3 separate regions of the Mus musculus genome follow, and regions 1 and 2 are each linked to region 3. The links are chromatin contacts, called in public HiChIP or PLAC-seq and Micro-C maps. All regions are on one chromosome and are shown on one strand. The core of a region is the stretch at or near the end of the contact, and the rest is flanking DNA. Distances in the headings are between cores, read along the strand shown.

Evidence for each region. A called contact is a pair of places that touch in the nucleus more often than the background predicts. HiChIP or PLAC-seq counts read pairs in DNA pulled down with a chosen protein or histone mark.
Region 1: a contact with region 3 is called in an H3K27ac HiChIP or PLAC-seq map of microglia, with 3 times the contacts expected there. The contact joins two enhancer-like sites. A contact is called at or near these places in 1 of 484 Hi-C or Micro-C datasets (CD8 T cells), 2 of 115 datasets of contacts at active chromatin or transcription factors (microglia and pancreatic cancer cells) and 1 of 9 other capture datasets (adipose tissue).
Region 2: a Micro-C map of muscle stem cells shows a contact between it and region 3, with 11 times the contacts expected there. The contact joins two enhancer-like sites. A contact is called at or near these places in 7 of 484 Hi-C or Micro-C datasets (the C2C12 cell line, adipose-derived mesenchymal stem cells, embryonic fibroblasts and 2 more), 9 of 115 datasets of contacts at active chromatin or transcription factors (bone marrow-derived macrophages, craniofacial prominence, embryonic basal ganglia and 5 more) and 2 of 9 other capture datasets (adipose tissue and liver).

Annotation. Positions count from the first base shown.
Region 1 is chr15:27,781,676-27,785,891 of GRCm38.p6, forward strand. The region is part of intron 34 of Trio (triple functional domain (PTPRF interacting)); the gene reads right to left. Among named protein-coding and RNA genes, the nearest start is that of Otulinl, 100 kb to the left of the region's middle. Within about 2 kb of position 2,131, at least 256 of the 459 cell types and tissues checked have an H3K27ac peak or open chromatin away from gene starts, as enhancers often do. A contact at or near this core is called in CD8 T cells, adipose tissue, microglia and 1 more, where this site is marked.
Region 2 is chr15:28,132,265-28,136,211 of GRCm38.p6, forward strand. No RefSeq gene overlaps it. Among named protein-coding and RNA genes, the nearest start is that of Gm31458, 68 kb to the left of the region's middle. Within about 2 kb of position 1,372, at least 56 of the 459 cell types and tissues checked have an H3K27ac peak or open chromatin away from gene starts, as enhancers often do. A contact at or near this core is called in the C2C12 cell line, adipose-derived mesenchymal stem cells, embryonic fibroblasts and 2 more, where this site is marked.
Region 3 is chr15:27,922,459-27,926,532 of GRCm38.p6, forward strand. All of the region lies in intron 1 of Trio (triple functional domain (PTPRF interacting)), which reads right to left. Among named protein-coding and RNA genes, the nearest start is that of Gm29975, 71 kb to the right of the region's middle. Within about 2 kb of position 1,338, at least 298 of the 459 cell types and tissues checked have an H3K27ac peak or open chromatin away from gene starts, as enhancers often do. A contact at or near this core is called in the C2C12 cell line, CD8 T cells, adipose tissue and 6 more, where this site is marked.

The DNA of each region.
Region 1 (4,216 bases), core at 881-3,380, 140 kb before region 3:
GACCTATGGTGGCCCTGGAAGGCCTGAGCCGAGGCTCCCACTGAAGATCCACGGGTGAGGGTGCCGGAGGGGACCCCACATTGACCCAGGCATCTCCACAGAAGCAGAGTGACATTCTGCAGAGCAAGAATGTCATCTGGTCTATTTAGCCCCAAAGCAAGAGGCCTTCTGAAGGCTCTGTGATGAATCTAGCTTTTCTGGTCGGTTGAGATCCTTCCTGGTGCCCAAAAGTCACACTGTTCTTTTCCATAAGACAGATTCTTAGTGTCACTTAAAGACTGTCTCTAAAAACAAACACACAAACAACAACAAAGCCCACCCAGGGGTTGGATTACTCAGTACTTAGTTTACTGTTGGAAGAGGGATAAGGAAGCTCTTTATGTTATGAAGTAACAGTGTCTTGATTCTTAATTTATGCTTGTGACTCCATCTCCCAACTACTGCAGTGTTTATTGTTGCCTGAACAGAGGCAGGACTCAGCATTCATGGAAACACACAGTTAATTTGGGGGCTGACAGTCACATGGTGCCCACATACCATTCTGGTTTCATAGCCCCTAATGCTGTAAGGACCCATGATAGTTGTGATCATAATGTCCTTGAAATAAAACCCCAAAGCGAGAGGCATGGACACATTTAACCAGGGACACTTCCCACAGCGAACATTTATACTTCTGTTTACTGTCTTCTTTCTTGTTAAAAAACAAACAAACAAACAACAACAAAAAAAACAAACAAAAAAAAACCCGAGGTCACCTGGCTTGCCTTGCTAAAGGGGGAAATCTGCATATGTGGGGGGAATTTAGATGCGTTTAAAAGCTAAAACCCTCCTTCATGTGGAACAAGGGACACACAAAGTCCGCCCCATACAGCGTGGTTAAAAGGGACATTCTGCAGTTAAGCCACGTGGTTTGGTTGGAATGGTGATAAGACTACACTTCGTTCATACATAAATGTATTATTATTCTTTCAAAATTAAAACCAGATTCAGAATGTTAGCAGTGAAGTGTTTTACTGCCTCAGAAATGCCCGGGTTGTGTTAGTATGCACATAATCGAGCCAGCTATGAACCGTGCAAACTTATAAATGTTGTCACAGAGCCCATACCAATGTGCTCGTTTGTATGCAGCGCTACAGGGCAGTGGGGAGGCCCTGGAATGTTCTGCAGAGAGCTTGCCAAGTATTATCACTCTCCACATCCTCCACGGGGTGGGTTAACTCCGGCTCCAGTCTCAAGGGATGCGATATTAGCTTGGAAGAGTTATAGCTGTGGAGGGAGGAAGCAGATGACTGACTCTCCCAAACCACAGAGCCAATATCCAGCACATTATATGGCGAGGTTCCTGGTTTAGTTTAAAAAAAAAAAAAAAAGAAAAGAAAAGAAACAAAAGAGTCCTAATCCAGTAAGAATTCTTCCTAAATTGCATTTTAGTAACACAACAAAATCAAAATGGTGCTGAACTAAAGCAAAGAGCATTTGAACAAACATACATACCACTACTGCCCACAGGCTCTGGGAGGAAAAGCCAGCACGCCTGTGGGCATGCACACACCACAGTCCACCCAGAGCACACTCAGGGCCACGCAGGTCCCAGCCAGCTTTACGTCATCTTGCTTTCCACCTCTTTCCTAGGCCAAAATGGCATACTTCTGCTTTGGTCATTACTTAGGAACTTTTAAGTACCGTTAGTTCCCCTATTTCTCGCGGGGGTCGGGGGTGGAGGGGACGGTCACACACTGAAACAGCAGCAGCACAAACCAAAGAATGAAAAGAACAGGCTGGGGTGCCTTTCTTTGAAGCAGCTGAAAACTCTCTGTCCCATTTCTGGAGCCTCAGGGAACAGGCAGGAGGCTTTCTAAGAACGCGCTGTTATAAGAATCTCCCGTGGTCAACAGAGTCCTCCTGTAAGAACTCCTCCCTGAGCTATCCAAGCTACTTAGTGCTCACTGGTGAGAGGGAAGGAGAGGGGCCTGGAGTTACTCCAGGACGAAACAAAGCAGCCGTGGAGACAAAGGGAATGAGAAAGACGGCCTCTGCTAGGAACACCAATTAAAGCAGGATCCTGTCCTTGGCTTTAATCAGTGCCCCTGTGATAAGGCGGCACTGCCACCTCCAGGGAGCAAGCAGCCACAGGAAGCAATCAAGCAGCCTTTGCGTAGGGCTGGGGACGGAACAGGATGAGGACAGCCACTGTGCTGTGTTCCTTTTTAGATGAAGAGAGAGACGAAAGGAGAAACATTCAATTGTCAGCTCCCATGTTACCACAAGCACAACATATCCCTCTTCTCTGTGCCAGTTTGAGAGAGGACTTTGGTGCCACTGGGCCCCGCCAGCTTAAGGAGACAGAAGAGAAAAGGAAGTGGCCTTAGAACTCCACCGAGTTGCGCGTCCCAGCTAACAGTTGTGAGTTCTTACTTTCACTACAGGAGTAGAGTTGACTACAAGGTGGCACGCAGAGGCGTTTTCAGCTGTGCTTCTGAGAATAAAAGGTGTCAATGAGGAAGACATGGACTTGCACACAGGATGCCTAGAGGAACACACATCCAGTCACTCAGGGCTCGATGTGAGGATGCTCAGCTGCTTCTATTCCCTGGGGGTTTTCCGGTTGTTATAGTTGGGCATCCTGAGCCAATCCTTCACATTCGCATGGTCTTAGGAGAGAACTGCAAGAAATTAACCGGAGCCTCCGGGCTGTGGCTGCCCAGTCCCCACCCCCATGCCTGCGGGCAGGAAGAGGAAATAGGGGCTCCCTGGACAGATTCCAGAGCTCATTGCTCCAAGCTCCCCGTGTTTATGGACTTGCTCACTCACCCCAGAGGCCAACCCCGAGCACCTGGAGGAAATTCTTCAGAATGAAAAGCCATAAATCTGTGTTCTCCTTACAAAGATAGACCAAAGAGAGATTGCAGCTCACCAGCAAGATGTCTGGAAAAGTCAATTCGGGGTGGCTAGGGCTCCCTGCAAGGAGAGTCCCATGGCTGATTACTAATATCTCAGGACTCTACATGTGCTGTAAAATCAGCTGTAACCTTAAATGTAATTTCACAGCATTTCTTTCCTGGATGTATTTTCCATCAAGCATGGAAAACCTTTTCCCACAAAAGTGAGAGAACAAAATAGTTTTATAAATGTATTTCGCTTAAAAAAATCAATAAACAAATTTCAATGAGAATTCTGAAGTGCTGGTGGGTGTATGGGAGGAGGGGGGAGGTGCCATGAACCACAGACCATGCTCTCACAAGGACATATATCCAAGGTCATGCGTAGAGTGAGGAGAGACAGAACACTGGTTCTGTTTTCCACAGAACTGGTCCCTGGGGCACTCATGCACGCACATGCACCATGCTGTAAACTTTGAATGAGTTGGTGGTATGTAAGTGGGAGAAAATTGGAGAGAGACTTTAGACTGCTCAATCGTTAATGTGAAACAGCCAGTCTGCATGGCTGAAACAATCCTCCGGCGACACTTTGGTATTTGTTTATTCACACTGAGCTGAATATCCTGTGTTTCCATCCTTTAGAACAGGTTCGAAAAGATTTGAAACCAAATTCAGTGCTTACTGTGTGGATCTGTTCACTGTTAGGAAGGACTCTTCCACAGTTTGATGCAGACTAAGAGATATGCAGAGTGCTGGGCTGGGTCCCAAAGGGAGTAGCTAACTCAGAACGAGCCTGAGCCGCCTCAACAGCCACCATCTTATTGATACAAGACTTGCTGGAGTTACCAAGGGTTTATTTAAGACAGTGTATAGGAAAACCCCAGCACAGCGGAGTGGAAGTGAGGCAGGAAGTCCCTCCCCTTGCCAGGAAACTCTTCACGGTTCATAGCTACAGGAAAGTCTGTTTTCTTCAGTGGTGTGATACTGGGCATATCAATCACACAGACATGGGTTTTTGTTTTTGAGAGAAAGAACATGAAGCTGGGTGGGTATGGAGATCTGGGAGGAGCTGGGGGAGGGAGAGAAATATGACCAACATAATGTCGTATGAAATTCTCAAAGGAAAAAGTAAACATTAAGAAAAAAACAGCAATAGAAGCTAAGTAGCCCAGGCTGGCACGGAACCAGAGTCCTGTCTCAGCCTCACTTGACCTCTCCTTATTGCATTCCCTGATAACTGTTTACATTCTCCTGCTAGAGCTGTGTAAGGTTCCACACTGCAGCAGCAGCAGTGAGATCCGCCCCTGTGGACAGGAGCCAAGCCCAACCGATCGGCT
Region 2 (3,947 bases), core at 122-2,621, 210 kb after region 3:
CTTCTGGGGAGTCATATTCCTCCCTAAGAGGAAAGAGTGGCAGCCTCTTTGCTGTGGGAGAGAGTACGCTGACAAATAAGAATGCCTGCTTCTCTTCCCAGTGGTCAGTCTCTCATGTGCTTTTGTTAAATAGAGATAGTGTCCAGACAGGAAGCAAGGATGGATTGATGGCCTCAGCCTGGGACTCTGATCTCATAGCCAGGAGACCCATGCTTTTTTATCAACCAGGAATTCTGCTCTAAAGAACAGTGACTCAAATGCTTTGGTTGATTTCCCTCAGGGGAGATGAGGTCACCGCCATCTTTTCATTTTAAAGGCAAGAAAACGTTAGGTGTTGGTGGTCTATGGCTGTGTTCATTCTCTCCAAAAGTCTTTCAATCTGCCAACGAATGGTTATTGAGCACCTGTCAGGTATCTGGAGGAATAAAGATATATTACCTGTCAGTGGTAAGTTTATTAGTGAAGGCTGACAGATTAAAAAACAAACAAACAAAAAAACCAAACAAACCTGGTGGTACACACAGTTGGCAGTAACAAACAACAGGGACGATGAAAGGATAAAAGTAGATTTTTAAAAAGACAAACTGAGGAGGAAGTTTCATGTGTAATATTATAGCTATCTTCCCAGGTCACTGCATGTGGTCCTGTGTTTCTTCCTCTGTACAAAGGTGAGGTGTGGAAGGCAGAACGAGCCGATGGCCAACCCATCTATCTGCTCGCTCACAAGCTATACACACTGACTGGCTCTGGGCAGCTGCTTCCCCAGGGAATGGCTTTTTCCTACATCTTTTGCTTCAAGGGGCCACCTTTTTAAAAACTGGCACAAAAGCCAAGGTCCTGGCTCCGTTGTTAGTGTGTTGGGTCCAACTCTTTAATGCCTTTGTCGGTTCATTTGGAACACAGTTATATATAGAAATGGGGTTTAGTAATAATGTTCACGACTGCTTTATTAAAAAATGTGATTACCTCTCCTCTGGCTTGGATGGTCTAGGTGTGGCGCTGCCCAGAGGCAGGGGAAGGTTGCACTGACTCATTGAGGTTCTTTTCCAAGGTTTGGTTTAATGAATTAGATTTTCATTAGAGCCCTGAGTCATTTTCCCTGTTCAGCGACGTGCATGGCAGACCGGTGAGATAACCAAAGACCTAGGGAGCCAACTACAGGGTTTCACGAAGGACTCTGCGGGAATGTGACTTCTCAATGAACTGAGAAAACCCAGGACTGTGGGTAACCTAGTCATTTGTGAGTATGGTTTCCCAAACAAGGACAAACCTCTTCTACACATTCTCACATTTCACTGTTTAAGAAAGGAGTCTGACATCATCAGTGTGATGTGCCTTGTCAGAAATACTGCGGTGCTTCTGCAGACAGCTGCAGTGTTTGTGCTGTGCTAATAATTGTGCAGTCTGGGTAACTGTTGGTCCGCTGAGGTTACAGGAATCTCCTCCCCAATCCTCCTTCGCTACTCTGCATTCCTGGCCTGCACTGTTAGATGGCTATAGAAAATACCATTTTTTTTGGTCTTAAGATCACCAGAAGGTGAGCTTAAATAACAGGAATCTCCAGGGAAATGAACCTGTATATCTGGGTGCTATTAAATGCGTGGAAGGACAGCAGAGGAAACGGATGTTATCTTGTTTCCTTTCAAAGTTGACTTGAATAGTGAAAGGCTCTGTGTGTCAAAAATGGAAATGGAAAAATTATCAACGGAATGTTTGTCCAAGGGATTTCTGGCTGGATTCTCACAGACAGCTCCTTACTGTCAGGGCTTATAAATTGCAAGAGGAAAATTATTTTATGGCTGACATTTCAAATGGGTCCACAGATAGGCTATTTGCTTGAAATTCAAAATTGCTGCCATTGTCTGTGTGTGGGGATTGCCTTATGAAAGAAAAGGGAGCTTGTTTTGTTAATTACTATAGTTTATTAGCTTGCCCTTTGCCAGTTTGTCTGGCACTGCTAAGCGAGACAGTCTGTAAAATGAACTTGTGGCATGTGGTCTATCGCTGGCTATCTATCTCTTGAATTCCAAGCTTAAAACAGCAGCCATTTTTATGCCTCATGATTTTTGTGGGTGAGGAATTCAGGTCAGGCTCAGCTGCTCAATTATTCTGTGCCATGTGGTGTGGACTGAGGTCACTTGTGGTATCTGAATGGCAGATGGGCTGGTTTGCTCTGAAGGGTCCAGAGGCAGCTTCACTCAAAAGTCTAGCACCTCAGTGGGGGATAGAGGGAAGGCTGGACTCAGCTGGGAGTTGACCAAGTGCCAATACTGAGCTCACAAGCAAGGAGGGAGAGAGAGAGAGAGAGAGAGAGAGAGAGAGAGAGAGAGAGAGAGAGAAGAAGAAGAAGAAGAAGAAGAAGAAGAAGAAGAAGAAGAAGAAGAAGAAGAAGGAGGAGGAGGAGGAGGAGGAGGAGGGAGAGGGAGAGGGAGAGGGAGAGGGAGAGGGAGAGGGAGAGGGAGAGGGAGAGGGAGAGGGAGAGGGAGAGGGAGAGGGAGAGGGGGATGGATTGGGGGATTGGGGAGGAGAGAAGAGGCATCAAGAGTTCAGGCTATAATGTTAGGTTGGGTCACCTGCTGTTGGAAGAGACTCTGAGGCTACTGTTTATCACTCTCTCCCTTTCTTGTCTCAAGCTTTCAAGCCAAGCATCTCTTAACTACCAGTTTATGCTGAATTTCCTGATAAAACATGCATCATTAGGGATAAATTAAGTCTAGTGTAAAAGCCCAAGTTATTGAGCCAAAGGACCTCGTTCAAAAGTCATCATTTACTGCCTCTGAGAACCTTGGCTGAATTAACTCAACCTTTCTGGCCACCCTCTATAGGTTTCCTATAAAAAATCAAAATTGCTAGGTGTAGAAGAAGGCAAGTTTAGAAATAGAAGCCTTTTCAAGGACGGGAACAAACAGCAGACAGCAACCATAACTTACGTAGACTAAGCATATGTGTAATTCATGATTATAATGAAATAAAACTTAACCGAGTAGAGCTGCCACATTTAATGATACACTATGCACAATCTTTACTTGCCCTGCATGGTAATCAGGCATTAAAGTAGACTTCACATACATAACTGTAATTAATAGCATTTCGGTGTTAGTAAAAATTTTAATTTATTTTTGTTATCTTTTCTAGTATCCACAGTTAGCAATAATGTTAAACACAACCGTAACAAACAGTGTGGGTTACCATTGTTAGCAACCCGTACTGGTTTTGTTCTATTCATTCATTCATTCATTCATTCATTCATTCATTCATTCATTCATGAGGCAATTACTGGGTACTGGCTGTATACCAAACAGAAGCTGTGAACTATAGATTCAAATGGTCCTGGTGAGACAGAGAAGATTGAGGGCTTATTTCAGTCTTAGCCTCCCAGTAGGAAGACACTTCAGGCAATGTAAGGGCTTACAAAGGAGGTTATAATGTTTGAAGGTTTAAATTAGGGGAAATACAAGTGTAGCTGACTGTGTATCTGTGAATTCTGTATCCTCTCTCTATCTTCAGAGTCCATTGACAACAGATTAGAAAAATGAGAAAGATTGTATCTGCCTAGAGCCTAGACCTGTTTGTAACTTGACATTACCCCATAACCAATGCAGTGTCGCACAGCTGCTTATGTAATATTTAATTTTAATCATAAACCATGTGCAATCTAGAGACAATTGAAAGTACACAGAAGAATGTGTCTAGGATATTTACAAATAGTACATGATTTCACATAATAGATTCATCCACAACGAGTGGATCGCATGTTGCCAAACATGTCTGTTATTAAAAGTACAACAGGGGCTGGAGAGATGGCTCAGCACTTAAGAGCACTGGCTGCTCTTCCAGAGGTCCTGAGTTCAATTCCCAGCAACCACATGGTGGCATACAACCATTTGTAATGGGATCCGATTCCTTCTTCTAGTGTGTCTGAAGACAGCTACAGAGTACTTGTATAC
Region 3 (4,074 bases), core at 88-2,587:
CCGCTCGCCCAGTGTCCTCCAGGACTTTCTATTTCAGTCTGTAAAAGATCAGCTCTGGGTATTTAGCCTTCAGTCACACCATGATTACAGCTGTAAGAGGGAAAATTACCCTCTTTGCTCCAGGAGGAGAGATCCCACAGTTGTCTCTGACAATGGGAAATCTTTTGGGTGAATGGGGGTGGGGGGAGCTGGAATGTCAACAACCCAACAGCGCAGTGGTCAGATCAACTGTGCCCTTTTGGTCATCAGACTCTGTGTCAGGGCTGCGGTGCCACTCCAACAGAACCGTTCCCAGCAAGCCACAGAGCTCACTGACCACCACGGTGGCCTTCCATTTTTAACATCAACCAACAATAAAGGAGCAGCAGCCCTCCATCTTGGTTGCTCCCAGGAGGAGCCGCACCACGGGACATCTCCAGGTTGTGTGAGCGCTCACTCATCACTCAGCTCGTTGACCCAATAGCACTTTCCGTGTACATGTGCACAAAGACCTAAGATGAAGCTAATTATCTGAGGTAAGGGTAAGATTTTTGGTGCTGGGAAGATGGCTCAGTGGTTAAGAGCACTGACTGTTCTTCCAGGTCCTGAGTTCAATTCCCAGCAACCACAACAACCATCTGTAATGGGATCCGATGCCCTCTTCTGGTGTGTCTGAAGACAGTTACAGTGTACTCATATACAATATATACATATATACATATACATACATATATATGTGTGTGTGTGTGTGTGTGTGTGTGTGTGTGTGTGTGTGTGTGTTAAAAAGAGTAAGTTTAAAACTAAAACAGCTTCTTTTGGTAATCCACTCAGGACCTCTAGCAGATTTTAATCATTTTGAATTTCACATAATCATTCGCTGACTTAATTTTTTTTTCTTTTAGGAAAACATGGTATTTAAGAGCCCTATTATTCCTCCACAGATAGAGCTCCTGATAAAGTTGCCCGTGTGCCTTGTTCTGAATTGTCTGTCAGTCACCCACAGACTGCTTCCCAGCCACCTCGTAGGTCTCAGAGCCTGTCAGCTACCCCCACCTTACATTTATTAAACCGAAAAATCGCCTGTGGGAAAGACTGAAGCATGGCTGACGGAAGCACAGGTTATGCTACAAGTAAGACTAATAACTAAGGCAGCGTTCTAAAGCAACCACAGCAAAAATGTTAAATAGTAAGCTGGTAGCTGCTCTTACTGACGAGCCTTGGTGGTAATTACCGAATTTTACTCATTAGGTAATTGGCAGAGCTCCGGAACACAAAGGGCAGGAGATAAAACTCCACATCTGTGCGGTGGCCCCGCCCTCGCACTGCCGGCAGAGAGGGTGACGTCACCCTGTCTGAGCAAGCCGCTCCAGCGCAGAGCCTGCAGGATGCTGCTCCACTGCAGGGAGGCAGTGCTAGCGAGGTGTGTGTGGTGGGGGTGGGGTGGCCGTGTAAAGCTCACGCCAGTGTCACAGGAAGGAAGTGTTTTAATGGATCGGAATCTTCTGTGAATGCATTTAATTATGGAAGAATGTTAGAGAACAAAGGTTACATTTTCACCAGAATGCTTACTAAGATATAAAAAAATGCAAGCACAATCAACTGATGCTTATGTCATTTTTTACAAAATTATATGACCCCAGATTGGACACGAGGATGAATCACATGCACCGGGAATGTAGATGTGTCCACAAACCACCACATGGAAATAACGACAAAGCGGATTCTAATGTTTAGTAATAACCACCTGATTGGCTAACTCATCCTGTCTTATTAGTGACAGCCTATAACAGCACACAGTTAAGAAGAGCACAAGCTTTACTGACTCAAGGAAACGTCAACATATAGCTCTGGCTTTTCATTTCTTACCCACAAAGTATACAGGACAAGCTGAACTGCCAAAGGATGAAAGGCTTGTTAAGAGTATTACAAATGCCTTAAACGAACGAAGAAATCAGTAGACTTTGTTGATGTTTTAACTATGCATTAATGGTACATTGGAAGTTAATTCATAATATATAATAGGCCAGTTGTCCAAAGGCATTATATTGTATAACGGCTATTATTATATAGTGGTTATTATTATAAAAGGGGTTCCAGCTTCTTCTAGTTTCATAAAATAAAAAGGAAATATGGCCAAGGGCACCCTTAATCTTCTGATCCCAGACCAACAAAGAAGCAAACAGAGAAATTGCATTTCTCTGACTAAGTGATTCAAAATAAATCACATGGGCAACCTGTCCCCCCCCCCCCCATCTCCCTGTGCCTCTGTCTGTCTGTCTGTCTCTTTCTCTGTGTCTCTCTGTGTGCATGTGTGCTATAAAGCCTGACAGCAGACGCCACCCTAATTACATATGTGCCTCTCACTTATGCATACATGCACACATGGTTCAGTAAAGCCAACCTGATCCACAGACTGCTTTGCAGAAGAGCCCGGGGAATTGACCCAGAGCGATAAAACTCGATCCCTGAGCTATGTGAATGGATACCAGCCCAACCAAGATTGATTGTTAAGAGAAATCCTGATCCATTATCACATCAAGCATTTCATTCATTTAAATAGCCTCGCCTGGCTCCCCTTGCCTTCCACCCCACCGTGGAATTCCCGCAGGTGGCCTTGCTGTATCTGCAGCCTCCTAATCAGTGGTCAGTAGTCCTTCTGACCCCACCACTCGCCTTGAAATCGGCTTCTAGCTCACACCTCCTTCTACTGCTCTCCATAAGTTTTCCACGATGCCCCTCTGTGGCTTCTTGATGCCTTCCCGTAAGACACACACTCCCTGACATGACATAATCCTTCAGATGTGACATCTGCCTCCTGTGCAGCCTCGCTCGCTTGCCAATACTTATTCTCTCCCCAGGCGAAAATGAAAGAATCCCAACCAGACAGACGCTCAACTTCTGACCCTTTGAACTCCTACACGCATCACCAAAAACCCACTCCCATCATTCCTGTTCCCAGAAATACGTGTGCACACTGCACACACTGGGAACCCTAATACTGGATACATAACCCACTCAGCGCCTGTAGCACTCAAGCCTTTGCCACATCCTGGAAATGACCTAAATACTGGTCACAGTCACTGGGCACTGTGTCCCACCGTATGGGGAGCACGGCAGAAAACCCCAAGCAGCCATTTAACCCTAGGAAAACAACACCCTTTGCAGCTGGCAAACCTCACCACCAGTCTACAACTGGGCTCCTGAGTACAGTTCACAAAAACACAGAACTAACCATATTCTAAAGTTGCCAACCTGCTCACAATGGCCAGGCACTAAAAGTGACTGGTTCTCTTGCTGTCTCGTGTACTTAACGACGAGTCCTTCATTTGTAGTTTAAGATAGGAAAAGGTTTTACTTTGGGGTTGTTGCAATGTAATTAAAACATTATTTTCTGCCCTAATCACTGTTGGTCTCACCTCTGATGAAGGAAGGAAGGGTGGAGCATACGAAGGGAGAATGCTTAGGAGGAGGCTCATTTCTGCACTTTCACTGCAGAGAGGGGGGGGGGGGGAGCAGGAGCAGGAAGTGTGCAGGCATCAGAGGCCTGCTTCTCTGCAGTTAGCAGGGTTCACCCAAAAACAGTTGCAAGGAAATGCTTTAGTCATGAGACTTTGTGACCAGCCTGGGCTTGAGGGAACGAAGCTACGTCAACTCCACACAACTCCAGACAGAACTTCTTTGTTTTACATGTCAGCACATATGTGTCCCAAGTCCCCGAGTCCCAGAGGGCTCAAGTGGAACAGCTGACAGAACGAATCTCGGGGTTTCTGCCATATGTTTTCTGCAACAGGAACGGAACACAACTTAAACTTCTGTGAGTGCGAGGTGTGGCCAACAGGCTTGCTTCGGTCGTGTCCGCCTGCCTGTTGGTGACCATTACTAGGAAAGACAGGAAACAAATAAGGAGAACCAAGGCTTCTGAGACTTCAGATGCCACGGGACAAAGGACTTGATCCCAGCAATGAGCACCGGTTTGGATTTAAGCTCCAAATCTTATTACCTTACACATTAGTAAATCTTACGGATTATTATAGTTGATCGCCACACCAGTGTCCCTGACCCCTACGTTGGCTCCTGCCCACTTCTTTTGCTTGC